Linked DNA regions of Sus scrofa: region 1 is linked to region 2. Evidence: chromatin contacts called from public promoter capture Hi-C data. All regions are on one chromosome and are shown on one strand. The core of a region is the stretch at or near the end of the contact, and the rest is flanking DNA. Distances in the headings are between cores, read along the strand shown. Region 1 holds the start of ZHX1 (zinc fingers and homeoboxes protein 1). Region 2 holds the start of NDUFB9 (NADH dehydrogenase [ubiquinone] 1 beta subcomplex subunit 9).

What was found. Promoter capture Hi-C pulls out the DNA fragments that hold promoters and counts their contacts.
Region 1: a promoter capture Hi-C map of liver shows a contact between it and region 2, with 4 times the contacts expected there. The contact joins the promoter of ZHX1 here to the promoter of NDUFB9 in region 2. A contact is called at or near these places in 1 of 5 promoter capture datasets (liver) and 1 of 47 Hi-C or Micro-C datasets (liver).

Annotation. Positions count from the first base shown.
Region 1 is chr4:16,099,520-16,106,863 of Sscrofa11.1, forward strand. ZHX1 (zinc fingers and homeoboxes protein 1) reads left to right here and starts at 1,261. Exons shown (of 4, transcript XM_013996503.2): 1 at 1,261-1,672.
Region 2 is chr4:15,109,076-15,116,290 of Sscrofa11.1, forward strand. It overlaps NDUFB9 (NADH dehydrogenase [ubiquinone] 1 beta subcomplex subunit 9), which reads right to left and starts at 4,206. Exons shown (of 4, transcript XM_013996497.1): 1 at 4,050-4,206; 2 at 1,032-1,224. The coding sequence starts at 4,150. It overlaps TATDN1 (TatD DNase domain containing 1), which reads left to right and starts at 4,271. Exons shown (of 12, transcript NM_001244525.1): 1 at 4,271-4,296. The coding sequence starts at 4,275.

The sequences.
Region 1 (7,344 bases), core at 11-2,510, 990 kb after region 2:
AGTGGGCACAGTACTGCCCCCTAGGGGGCGTGCTGAAATTTTGTTGGGGCTGTTTTGGACTGTAATTATATTGGTGCCAGAGTTTTTCCATAGTGGAAAATGTATTTTATTAGTATTTTTGATATTAGTTTAATATTTTAGAATAAGTTACTTTCACTTATTTCACCTTTATGTTATCAGAACATTACAGTAGTTTCTTGTAGATAGTTTACATTATCAATGAATTTAATTCCAGGAGAGTTAAAGTGGTGTTAAAGTTTTGTTGTATACACAGAGTGTTGAGCATGGCAGGACTGAGCACCTATGTTTGCAAGATTAAGCTTTGCTTGCTTCTGCTTCCACAAGTTCTAGTATTCTAAGATAAAACAAACAAATAAAAGAAGCCGATGTGCACTGATTTCAACCATCAGGCTTTCACTTTAAGCAACTGCATGTTTTAGGATTAATGTGGCTCAGTGGAGCGCTGCTGTTAAAGCGCAGAGGGTCCATGCCCGGGGTGGGGGCGGGGAACGAACATCAAGGCGCCGGAAAGTTCCCACAGGTCCTGGCCGGAGATTCTGTGAAGAGTAGCCTGGAAGGTGATTTGTTTCCCTTTGCTTTGGTCTGTACTTTTTTCCTTGTAAAAAATGATGTGGGGAGGGGAGAAGGGACGAAGAGAAATGGGGAGGGTAGTTTTTCCCAAAGCCTGGGTCCTTAGCCGGCCTCCTTTGCAGGGCTGGTTCGCATTGAAGCTGTTCAGTATTTGACGACCACGGCTTGAAAAGAAAGCCCCCCACAAGAGTGACTCGTGAGGGGGAGAGGGAGGGCTTTCGGGGAGCAAAGGGTGGCTCCGTCTTGCCCCGCGGTTCAAAGTGAGGTTGGATCGAACTTTTGGTATCAGCGGGTGGAGGGACGGCTTTTGATGTTGGAGTTGGAGGCAAGAGGTGGCAGGGCAGCAGCTGACAGGGGGTGGAGCTTCGGGCTAGAATCCCGAAGGGTTTCAGAAAGACCCGACTTCTATTGACAGTAGGAGGGGCTCCCGACGAAAGGGGCGGGCTTGGACAGTACTGCCACCAAATGGGACTTATGACAAGGGGCGTTTCTCAGGATCCAGCGGTGACTTTAGGAAGAAGGAGCGCCCGGGGGCGGGGCCACAACTGACAGAAGGCGGGGCTGCCTTCTGGATTGACCTGAGTGAAGAAAAGGCTTCTACCGATAGCGGGCGGAGCTAACACCAGCAAGGGGCGTGGCCGCTTCGAGACTTGGAAAAGGCGGGGCTTCTGTTGACAGAGGGGCGGGGCGGCCCCCTACCTCTCGCCCTGCGCCAATCCGGGGGTGGAGGCCAGGGTCGAACCCCAGGGGAGAAGCAGGGTCTGCGAGTGGAAAGCGTGGCGCAGAGCGGGGTGGGGGCGCGCGGAGGGCGCGCGCGCGCGGGAGGGCCCCGCCTCGGCCGGCTCTTCCCCTCCCCCGCTCTCGCCCCGGGTCGGCCGCTGGGGCGCGCGCCTGGCCTAGCACCCCCACCCCAGACTTTACGTTCCACCGAGTCTGCGGATCTGCTGAAGCCGTGAGCCGGACCGCCGAGCGGTTCCGGGTGTAGGGTTCACAGGTCAGAGTTGACTCCTTGAAAAGTGCAGCCGGTTTGAAATGCAAGATGGCGGCGGCGGGGCGCTGAGAGGCGCGGCGGCCCCTGCAGGTAGCGGTGCGAGCGGGCTTCGCGACGAGCGGCCCCGGGCATCCGGGGCTGCGGGTAGGAACCCGCGGCGCAGAGCCCGCGGCCAGTGCGGCGGGCCGGGAAGGCGCGCGGCGCGCGGGCTGGTTGGACGAGGGCGGCCCGAGGGCAGAGACCCCGGGGGGCTGAGCGCGCTCCGCGCCGCGAGTGGCCAGGCTGACCGGCTCGGGGCTTCCGAGGGGGAGGGACCTGGCCTGCCTGGGCCGGATCGCCGACGGGGGACAGACCCTGAGCCTCTTTTGCGTTCTCGGGTCTCTGCGGCCGCGGAAGGGGCTGAGGGTGGGCTTGTACGGGGAAATCTCAGCACCCCTCTCCTCCCCCGCGGCTACGAGAGGACCGAGCAACTTGAGATTATTGAAGGGAGTGAGGACCGGGTCTCCCTTAGAAGGGGGGGGGCGGGGGCCGCAGGGACGGAGCGCACCAGCAATGTCGAGGGTCCCTGGGGAGGAGATCGGGAGCCGGGCCCTGCCCTGCGGGGGCGTGTGGCCTCGTGGGGACTCGGTCTCCCTGAGAGTCTGGGGAGTCATCTCTTGCTGGAGCTGAGCGCACTGGCATTGCGGTTGGAGCTCGGAGAAACCCGTCTGGGAAAGGCTGTACCTCCACTTCAGGAGAGGCTGGGCACCCATTTCGGGGCGAGTCTCAGAGTTGAGACCTTAAGAACTATATAAGGTTTTGAAGAAGCCCTGGAACTTTGGGAGAAGTTGATTCAAGAAAATGTAAATATTATCTGTCCCTTTAAGGAGGAAGATGAGGAGGCTGACTGGGGACCGCTCCAAGCCTTAGGGCCTAAAGGGAACGGTTTCCAGATCTTTCCGAGGAGTGAAGGGCTAGGAGGGAGCTGTGAGAGGAAGGGGGTCTCATGGTAGGAAAGAAGAGCCCTGGCTGATGCCCTTTCCGTGTGTGTGTTTACTCCAAAGTTCTAGGGAAAGGGACTTGAAATTCTTTGTTTCAATTCGACATCCCAGCTCTCCCCTCCGTGGGTAACAGCAAAGAAAATGCAAAACCCGGGAGAAAAAAAAGGTTCCCTTTGATATCCTTAGTTTAGGATCAAGCTCCCTGGCCCTGGGGTAGAAGAATTAGGAAGCGGGAAAGGGGATGGATAGAGGAGGGATGGGGGAAGAGACTGGGAAGAGCGGGAATTCCACAGCGCTTTTCTATCATTTCACCCCAGCTCTAAAGAAAAACGTGCGAAGAGGCTAATCTTTGCGGGGGGTGGGGGGAAATGTCAGGAAAGGTAACTGAGAATTTATAATGTGATTAGGTTGGGATTCCATGTAACTTGAAAGGAAGATGCAATTGTCTTGGAGAGTAAGAGGAGGGCAGAAAAGGGAAAATCACAAGATTGGGAAATAGAGTGGTTCACAGTTAGGGAGGAAGAAGCAGCTTTCTCCCAGGAATTGTGACTATTCACTGGGTTGGAGTGTATGTGTGTACATGACCTACATGAATTAACCTTAAGATTTGCTGATCTTGGTCCTTGTTTCTCAGCCTTTGTCTGGAAGCTTTAACTTGTGTTATATGGTGCTACGTGAATTATCCCTGCTTCTAAAAAATTATCCTGAAAAAGTCGTTTGTTTTTTATGCCAGCAGTGAGGATGAGCAGATTTGGTTTTAACAGGGATATTGGCCCTAGAATATCGATAGCTTTTTAAACAATTTCTTAAGTAGCAATTCTGACTCTTGATTTTTAAGCAAAAGAAATGTGAGAGCTGCCAAGAACAATAATGCTGTAACAGGATATAAAAGAAAAAAGGCTTTCGTGAATATTTTTCCCTCTTAGTTTTTCCCTCCGTACTCTAAGTGTTTTAGGGCTAAGCAGACTAATTTTGGGAAAAATAAGATGTAAAACTTTGGATCCTTTCAGTATAGAAATGGTAGCATTTTTATCAATGACTTTTGTGGAAGGATCTTTTCAAATGGTTTATTTAGTGATCAGATTAAAATAAGAAAAAAAGAAAGTGAGATTTGGGTAACCCATGACAGCTATGACTCATACAGATTTCTTGAACCATTCTAGTATTTTTAAAAAGAGCTTTAATGTCTTCAATAGAAATATTTTAAAAAACACATTTCAAGTATAAACTAGTTTAGAGCTGCTGTTTGGAACATTATTATTCATGTATGCTGTTCTTTGGTTTCCCCAAAGTGCACGTAGGTCTAGTTTTATATTCAATTCTGAACAGATTAGGCTGGGTGAACCAGAAAGGCATTGATGCCAGATGGTTTGAAAATATGCTAAGGCTGAAAACATAAAGTGCCTGTGCTGGTGAAAACTCATTAGTAGATGTCGCTCCCTTATAGTGAGCTGAGCTGATTATTTCACTGGATTGGAGAACAATTCATGAACGTTGTGGCAGTTGTTTCACCTTTAATGATACTTGTATTATAAGTTCTTTTTTCCATTAAGTATGAAAAAAAGTTTTACAGTTTATGAATGAACTTGATAGCATGGTGGGGTGGCTCATTTTGTTTCTATATTTCACATTGAGACTGAAAGGTGATGTTATGATGCACTATACATTTTCTTTCTTGCTACATGGGCACAAAAATGTGATATTTGGAACTTGGTTTGCTTTAAATTATCTCTTTATACTTAAATGGAATGCTCTTAAAATTGCTAAAATGATTACAAGTATAGCTGAGGAAATAACCTTTTTATGTGCATTGCAGCATTGTAGATTTGGGCTCAAAAGACTGTACTTATTTGAATACTAACAATGATGAACAGTTCAGTGCCTAAGCTAGTTTTTAACCTAATATCATATTCAATCTGTTCAGGGAGGAGTCCGGAAATATCTGTTGCACTACTTGTGGTAATAGCCACATTCACTTTTACATGGCAATTTTTTCTAACTCAAAATCCTTTTAAATCGTCCTATGTTATTTCAAAAGTAATTTCAATTATGTTCATTTGAAGGGAAAAACCATGGTACTAGCCTTTGAATAATAGCTGATACTTCTACAATATTATTGTATCCTTGTTGCTCTGATATGATTGTAGTCATGAGTAACCAGATTTGTGTGACTGAAGCTGCTGATTTAGATTACGAGACAGCATGTACATTTGTGTTTACATTTTGGAAATCTGTATTTTATAAAGTTGTTTTAAACTAATACTTAGGTAAATTTTTATGTAGTTGTCAGGTTTTGGTGTTAAAGGAACTTAATCTTTGCAGTTTCTATAATCAGTATCCCATAATATATTTAAAAGGTGTAAAGATGGCCTTACATACCTTCGTTTTAAAGAAATATGATGATGTACTTTGGGGGAAAAAAGCATATATGAGCAGTTTAAGAGTAACATTTATTCAGGCAGTGAAATTTGAGTAAGTCATTTTTATGCAGGATTTTTGTTTTCAGTTTTTATATTTAAATTTTTAGAAATCATCAAAGCTTATCTAAAAATTAAAACATTAAAATGGTAGAAATATATACATATTTATCATTTAAAATCAAATAACTTTGTCATTAAATTTTAGTGATTTCATATTTCTCTTAGGATTTCTGACTCCTTTTTCCCCTTTCTTAAAAGTCTTTCTCTTTTTTTGGTTACTGTAGGAAATGCAGGAAGATAAGATTTTGATATTTTTAAGCACTTCACTCATAGTTATGTTTTTGTTTTTACTAAATAAATAAAAGTTCATTCCCTTTTACCTTCCAATATTGTAAAAGAGAAGTTTGTTAAAACTTGGCTGGGCTTGGCTGTACTTAGGAGTGGAGGGTTGGTGAAAAGTGAACAATTTCTCTTTATTACTAGGATAAGATTATTTATATCAGAAGTTAGTTCTATGAAACACCCCTTAAATATATGATATATTAATGATTCATCTTGAGGCCGAAGTCAGAGAAAGCATGTGTCTGCTGGGGTGGGGGATATAAATTATAATTGATTAATGACTACCTGTTAAAGCATTGCTTATCATGCTCAAAGGTATGAAATGAAAAATAAAATTGAGTTCCCATCGTGGGGCAGTGGTTAACGAATCCGACTAGGAACCATGAGGTTGCGGGTTCGGTCCCTGCCCTTGCTCAGTGGGTTAACGATCCGGCGTTGCCCTGAGCTGTGGTGTAGGTTGCAGAAGCGGCTCGGATCCCGTGTTGCTGTGGCTCTGGTGTAGGCCGGTGGCTACAGCTCCGATTAGACCCCTAGCCTGGGAACCTCCATATGCCGCGGGATCGGCCCAAGAAATGGCAAAAAGACAAAAAAATAAATAAATAAAAAGACAAAAAATTAAAAAAATTTTTAAATGAAATAAAATTGATTGTTATGTGGACTTTTAAAATATTTTATGTTTCAACATTTAATAAATTTTGTGTGTGTGATGAAAACTAGGATTTAGTCTCTTGATAACTTTCATATATAACATACAGCAGCGTGTATTACATTTATCATGTTGTACAGTAGTACATTCTTAGTACTTACTTGTCTATCTTATAACTGTAAGTTTGTGCTTTTTGATTACCTTCATCCAATTCTCCTCCCCTGTGTTCCCTACTCTGTCTCAGTAACCACAAATCTGATCTTTTTTTGAGTTTGGTTTTTGAAGTATAACTGACCCACAGCACTATGCTAGTTCTCAACATTTAGTAACTTTTAAACAAAGACTTTCTTTGTTATATAACTTAAAGCCTTAAACAAGAGTCAGAAAAATTTAATTGTGGGAAGTTCCCATCGTGGCTAAGTGGTAACCAATACAACTAGTATCCATGAGGATGCTGGTTCGATCCCTGCCCTCGCTCAGTGGATTAAGGATCTGGCATTGCTGTGAGCTGTGGTGTAAGTTGCAGACATGGCTAGGATCTGGCATTGCTGTGGCTGTGGCATAGGCCGGCAGCTGTGGCTCAGATTTGACCCCTAGCCTGGGAACTTCCATATGCAGCAGGTGCAGCTCTAAAAGGCAAAAAAAAAGAAAAGAAAAATCTAATTGTGGACTTACCATGTACCAAGAAATATTTCAAGCACTTTACATGTTTTATTTCTTTCAAAACTTAGAGCAAGCCTATTAAGTAGGTACTGTCCTTAGCCCCATTTTACAGATGAGGGGGCTATGGCACAGACAGGTTAAGTGCCTTATCTAAGACCACACAGCTAGTAAGTGACCCAGCAGGGATTTGAACCCATGTACTTTGGTTCCAAAGCCCAAATTCTTTGTCTTTATTTACAGCCCGTCTTACTGCCAAAATAAGTTATCTGTTGTATTACATAATATATGTACTTGAGATGACTTCTTTGATTTTTTGAAATTCACTCTAATCCTAATTTTTTTTTTTTTTTTTTTTTTTTTTTTGTGGCCACACCTGTAGTGTGTAAAAGTTCCTGGGCCAGGGATCCAACCCTTGCCACAGCAGTGACCTGGGCCGCTGTAGTGACAACGCTGGATACTTAACCCCTTGTGGCACAAGGAAACTTCTAGTTTTTTTTTTTTTTTTTTTTTTTTTTTTTTTTTTTTGTCTTTTTGCCTTTTCTAGGGCTGCTCGCTTCCCATGGCATATGGAGGTCCCAGGCTAGGGGTCTAATTGGAGCTGTAGCCGCTGGTCTATGTCAGAGCCACAGGAACATGGGATCTGAGCTGCGTCTGCGACCTACACCACAGCTTATGGCAACGCCGGATCCTTAACCCACTGAGCAAGGCCAG
Region 2 (7,215 bases), core at 2,956-5,455:
AAGGAGATTTTTTTTTTTTTTTTTGTCTTTTTGCCATTTCTTGGGCCACTCCCATGGCATATGGAGGTTCTCAGGCTAGGGGTCCAATCGGAGCTGTAGCCGCCGGCCTGTGCCAGAGCCACAGCAACACCAGATCTGACTGGGTCTGCAATCTACACCACAGCTCACGGCAACGCCGGATCCTTAACCCACTGAGCAAGGCCAGGGACCAAACCCTCAACCTCATGGTTCCTAGTTGGATTCCTTAACCACTGAGCCACGACAGGAACTCCCCCAAGGAGCATTTTTTAATTGGACTCTTTTGAACACTACGCAATGGTTAGCAGAGGACCGAGATAAAGGAGTATGCCTTAGAGTAAAACAGCCTAGGGTTGAAAACATACAGCAAGTCAGTCCAAAGAGAACCGGCACCATTCCCCCATCTGCGTTGTCCAGATATCCAGAGTGCTTTATGTTACTTGGACACCACTTAGAATTTCTTAGAAACACTGAGCACCAAATGAAACTGGTTAACTCTGAAGTCTGAAAAAGAATTATTTTCCAAGTCCTTTAGCCCTCTGCCAAAAAAGTATACTGCAAGACCTTGGAACTAAATTTGGAGAGAAAATTCTTTCTTTCTTTTTTTTTTTTTTTGGTCTTTTGTCTTTTTAGGGCCGCACCTGCGGCATAATGGAGGTTCCCAGGCTAGGGGTCAAATCGGAGCTGTAGCCGCCAGCCTACACCACAGCCACGCCAGATCCGAGTCGCGTCTGTGACCCACACCACAGTTCACGGCAATGCCGGATCCTCAACCCACTGAGTGAAGCCAGGGATTGAACCCGAAACCTCATGGTTCCCAGTCAGATTCGTTTCCGCTGCGCCAGGGCGGGAACTCCTGGAAAGAAAAGTCTTGATAGCACCTGGGAGAGAGCAAACTAACACATGAGAAAAAGGCTAACTGTCAGGAAAGGAATCTCCTAGCTGCCCCTAAAAGGGCAAGTGGTTTCCGCGGCTGAGGTTTGGGGCTCGAGACCCCTGTGGTGCTCACCCACCTTGTAACACTCGTATCTCTCGTAGGAGGTGCCCCCAGGAGACTCGGGGAAGATGTATGGCTGAGGGTGCTGACCGTACCAGAATTCCTCCTCGGCCTGCCTCAGCAGCTGGGTGGCCTTCACCATATCCTTTTCATTCTTGTGTTCATCAAATCGGGCTCTCATCAAACAAGCAAAGTACCGGTATTTGTCCCTTCAACCAGAATGATTGAGAGATTAGAAATGTTTTATCTACTCAATTGGGCAGTATTACCATCTGACAAGGGGCGGTACTTCCGCTAACGCCTTCCAGGTGAGTAGGGGAACTTCCCAGGCCCTGCCTATGGAGCAGCTGCATCATCACGACAGCTTCCTTGGCAGAGTCCCGAACACCAGCAGCAAAAGCTACTGTACTGTTGTCCTCTTAATGAATTTCCTCCTACCTTGTGCTGGGTGCTAAATTCTGGAGATACAAAGATGTCGAAGGCAGGGTAGAAACAATACTGCTGTAACAGACAAACCTGGGTTTGAATTCTGACCGACACCTTAGGCAAGTGTCAGTTTCTAGAAGAAACCACGGGCAGAGATCATTTCTGGGGTTTTGATAGTATTCCAGGCCTCAGATGACAACGGCCTAAAGCAGGCAATAGTGATGGATGGTGACAGGAGAGAAGCACTTAGACTACAAAGCTATTAGAGTGGGCTATCAGGTCAGATTGCTTAGGGCTAAATCTTAGCTCAGCAGTTACTTGCTGTGTAATCTAGGGTAAATTAAAGTAATTAGGCCATGGGTTCCTCCTCCTCCATGACCTTATCGATACCTTAGGGTTGCCCTAAAGACTTGAGAAGGTAAAACATATAAACACACTTCAGACAGTGCTTGGTACACCCCAGGGCCCAGTGTCAGCTACTAATATTATTATATTGGGAAGAGAATTTACAAAAACCACATCCAATTGTACGTGGCAAACAAGTATGTATGTCGTTGGCATAGTGGTTTAGTAGGGAGTTCTTGAAAATAATGCTAAGACTTAAAGCTGAATGATCACTAGGAATACCATTAGCTGAGCCAGGGAATTTGGGAGAAGAACCAAAATGAGGTAGTGAAAAGAGAACAGGTTCCGTTTCAGAGAACTGTAGGTAATTTAACAGCTGGAAATACAGCTCTAGCGACAAATGAGGCTAGGTGTAACAAAGTCCCAGTGTTAGATGGGTTACCCAAACTTTACATAGCAATAACCAAGGGACTAGGACGGACCCATGCAGAACAAACAGCACTTTGAGGGCAAATGGAAGAAAAAAAAAATCAATCAAGTACTGGAGAAAAGATTTTAATGAGACTTAAAGAAATGCTAAATTAGTTTTATCATAGTTACTACTTTATCCTTTCTTCTTAAGACTGAACTTTTTCTAAGATGTAGAAATTTTTTTTTTTTAAGGGCCACACCTGTGGCATGTGGAAGTTCCCAGGCTAGGGGTTGGATGGGAACTGGGACTGTCGGCCTATGCCACAGCCGCAGGAACGCTGAACCCTTTAACCCACTGAGAGAGGCCAGGGATCAAACCTGCATCCTCTTGGATACTAGTCGGGTTGGTAACCCACTGAGCCACAACAGGAACTCCCTCAGATTAAAATTCTTTTTTTTTTTTTTTTGTCTTTTTGCCATTTCTTGGGCCACCCCCGTGGCATATGGAGGTTCTCTGGCTAGGGGTCGAATTGGAGCTGTAGCCACTGGCATACTCCAGAGCCACAGCAAAGCAGGATCCAAGCCGAGTCTGTAACCTACACCACAGCTCACAGCAATGCTGGATCCTTAACCCACTGAGCAAGGCCAGGGATCGAACCCACAACTTCATGGTTCCTAGTCGGATTCGTTAACCACCGAGCCACGATGGGAACTCTATATGTAGAATTCTTGACGGCTCAACTTCCTTCCTTTTTATATAACTGATAATTCTCCATGTTATCTATTTGTTTATAGGTCCATCTTCCCCATTTATCCACTAGTTGCTACAGATGAGAAAGAAGCCTTATAGGCTTATTTATGCATCAGTCAGCATACACCTGGAATGCAAATTCTGTCAGATGAATGAATAAGGAGAAATTAGGGAAGTAATTAATCTTACAACCTTGAACCTGGCCATCTTCCTACTTAGCAAAGAGAAGTAGGTCAATGACTTTACAATAAGCCCATATATGCAATCAAGGATCCTTTCCACAACTCTTCCAGATGTACTCAGTTTCTCATTGTTTAGAGGTTTTTCTCAAAGGCCCTTCTTTGTGGGACAAGGTTTTAGGATTTGGCTAAGGGAGTGGAGGTCTGGCATTCACACATTTTGGGTTGTCACCCCACCATGCATTGCGTGTAGGTCACAAAAATCTGTATGTTTTATGAATATGTTCTATGACTAATCTTAGATGAAGAGAGAGAGATGATGAGAATTCATGCAATGTGAAGATAATAAAAAGGAATGGATGAAGCTAAAACAAGAAAAGCTGATGGGAAGGATAATGATGCTTTGTGGTTAAGACACCTGAGTTTTAATCCTGGCTGGCCACTTACCAGATTCAGGGCCTTGAACAAATTACTCTCTAGCTTCTCTCTCCTCATCTATAAAATAAGGCCAAATAATCCCTAACTCCCAGAGTTGTGAGGACAAGAGAAAATATGCATAGATTATTACTGCTAATATTAGGAACGAGAAGGTCATGAAGAAAACTATTACTTAGTGAACGCCGGAGGCACTTTCTTAATCGACATGCCACCCTCGACACTGGGTCCTGTGTCCATTTTCCTGATCAGAAAAGTGAGGCCTGGGCCAAATAAGCAATTCTTCAAGGTCTCGCGCACCTGCGGGCGACGAAGTCTGCATTCGAACCCGGGTCTACGCGGGGGCTCTGTGGGTCGAGACGTCGCCTTCCACCCCGTTCCCGAAGTCCTTGACACCTCTCTCCCCTCCCCCCGGGTCACTAGGGCCTTTCGGCCTCCGTGGAGGCCTCCGCCTCACCTCCCCGCGCCGTGGGTCCCCCTCTCTCACCTGTGGACGCACCACGACTCCAGGTGGCGCAGCGCCCGCTTATAAAGCCGCAGCACCTTCTGCTGGTGGGTCAGGTAGGCCGCCGGCGCCGAGAAAGCCATGACGGCCCGCTCACCTTCAGCGGCCGCGGGCGCTGCCGGAAAACGAGGGGTGGGGCTTCCCCGGAAGGGCGGGGCGAGCGGCGGCCACTTCCGCTTCCGCCGGGGAGGAGCCAGGGCTGCAGTCATGAGCCGGTTCAAGTTCGTGGGTAAGACTTTTCCTGGATCTTTGGCCTTGCAATCCTCAGGCGTCGCCCACCGCCGCCGGAGGGCCCAGGATGTGAGCTCTCCGGCTCTTTGCGGGTTGAAAGTGCACCCTATGGAAGAGGGCGCGGGGAGGTTTCTGGGTGCTAATAATGTTCAGGATCGCGGTTTGGGTGCTGGCTTCACGGGTGTGCTTATTTGTGGAAATTCACGAGCTGCATTATGATTTATGCTTTTCCCAGCATGCGTTGTATTGAATAAAAAGATAAAAGGAGGCAGAGCTACCAAAAAAACCCCAGAAGGCCAGTCCCTAGCTGACCCTCCATCCCTTCTGCACCTCCCGCCTTTTCCCGTCTCCGCGGTGGAGAGGAGGATAGCTTCGAGGCACCCGTTTATTCGCTAATTCGTGCGTTCATATCGCAGTTACTGAACGACCCTGGTTCGACCCTGGTTTGCCCGGCACCGGCCTAGGAATACAGGCCAGGTCCCTGCTCTGCTGTCATCCCCATCTGGTGGGGAAACTGACGGCATAAATAGCGGGAAGAGAAACAAGTTCTATTACCTGACAAGTACGGTAATCCATTCAGCATGGGTAGAACAAGAGAGGGAAAATGCGACAGAAACTAAAGGAATAAGCATACTTGTATCAGGCATTTACAAGTATGGGACAGTGTGAGAGCTAGGATTGGAAGGGTAACTTGGGACTCGAATGTCTTGATGAGGTTAATTTTACTGTGTATAGAGTAGAGCCTCGCTGAAGACTTTTCACCAGGAGCATTCATTAAGTAAATCATTGAGGGCCAGTACATATTGGGGGCCCTGGGCTATGGGATACAGCAGTGGGTAAAGCTGGGCATGATCCTTGTTTTTGTGAAGTTTCCAGCTACTTGAAGGTGGAAAATGACAGTGATCACATCTCTGCTTTAGTACAGTAATCCTGACAGCTGTTAGGTTTGGTGGGGCGTAGGGAGAGGCAGAGAAGCATTTCAGAGCTTGAACTACGACACCGGAAACGGGAGAGACAAAGAGAAGAGAGATACGTATGCAGCGTTTAGCAGCTGAGTGTTTATGTCAGATAAAGGAGAGAACAGAGATGATTCAGGGTTGGGATAAATAACCTAAATGTGAAATGGAAACGTAATGGGAGTGGCTGGGTGCTACAGCAAGATCCGTTTGGATTCGGTTAAGTTTCAGACTCTTATAGGACCTTTTGGGTAGAGATATTTACTGAGCAATTGGAAATGTCTGGCACTCAGGAGAGTGGTTAAGATTATAAATTTAGATCTGAGAGTTAATTTAAGTGACATTTTTTACAAAGACATTGTACTAAGTATGTGGAATTGTAAAAAGAATCTGGGGAGTTCTGCTGTGCTGCAGTGAGCTAAGAATCCAACTGTAGCAGCTCAGGTCGCTGCTGAGGCCAGGTTAGGCCCCCAGCCAGGTGCAGTGAGTTAAAGGATGCGGTTTTGCCGCAGCTGCAGCGTAGGTTGCAGCTGCAGCTTGAATTCAATCTCTTGCATATGCTGTGGGCGTGGCCACTTAAAAAAACAAAGAATCTCATGGTATAGTTAGTTTTCACACAGGAGGGTCTGTACAGTCAAAAGCAAGGGCAGGGAGAATGTGTTAAGTGCCACAAAAGAGTTTTTTTTTTTTTTTTGGTCTTTTTGCGTTTTCTAAGGCTGCTTCCCACTGCATATGGAGGTTCCCAGGCTAGGGGTCAAATCGGAGCTGTAGCTGCCGGCCTATGCCACAGCCACAGCAACGCAGGATCCGACCCGAGTCTGCAACCTCCACCACAGCTCACGGCAACGCCAGATCCTTAACCCACTGAGCAAGGCCAGGGATCGAACCTGCAACCTCATGGTTCCTAGTCGGATTCATTAACCACTGAGCCACGACGGGAACTCCACAAAAGACATTTTTTTAAAAGGCTGAGGGAGAGCCTTGGGTGGGGTTGAGGGGCAGGTAGATCCTCACAAACTCTAAACTTTCCAGATATCTCAGCCTCTTTACTCCAATCTCTGATAAACTGATGGGGGAGATGGAGTAAGAGCCATGAAACACTTACCAAAGAAAAGACTTTTTTTTTTTCAAGGTTTGTGTTTATAATAAAAAAAATTAACCCCCTGTCTCAAGTTTTGTCTCCTTAAATTCATCCTCTGTGTAGCCTCCACAGTATAAAAAAACATATCAGCTACATTTTTCTTCTCCTTCAAATATTTCAGTCACCATCCTTGGGCCAGCTGAAATGTCTTAACATGGCACACAGAATGCCTTTCTGTGGCCCGGTCCTGCCGCCTTTTCCAGGCTCACTCTTTTTATGCCCTATGAGCCCTTTGGAGGTGCTGTTTCTTGTCTCCGACAAGGTTTTAGAGTGGTAGTTTAGGGCCACTGGGCCCTACCTCTAATATCCTACTGACTACTCTCTTGCCTAGTTGATTTTTCACTTGTTCCTTAAGACTTTATAACTCTACCCTATGTCACATTAGTTTTTAATTAAATATGTATCTGTCTTTCCCACTAGATGCACTCTTTTCAGGCAGATAATCGGTGGTATTTACCTTTGTTTCCTAGGGCTGGTACGGTGACTATTCAGTGGAAGTATGAATGAGTAGGTCAAAGAATGTGTAATTTTAGTACCAAGATGGCAAGAAAATTGATAAAGGAATCTAAACCAGATAAGCTAGAAAAAACTTCTTTAAGAAGATGAATTTCATTGGAATAACTTTTTTTCTGCATAATCCCCTGAGGTAACTGGTGTTTAAATTATATCCATCCCTAATTTTTAAATAAATTTATACAGGATCATAAAAATACACAAATAGATGTTTTGGTCTTATAACAAAAATGGGATCATACTACACATTCTGTCTTTGTTGTTCTGACTTACTGATAGTTAATATTTATTCCATGCTGTTTAAAAA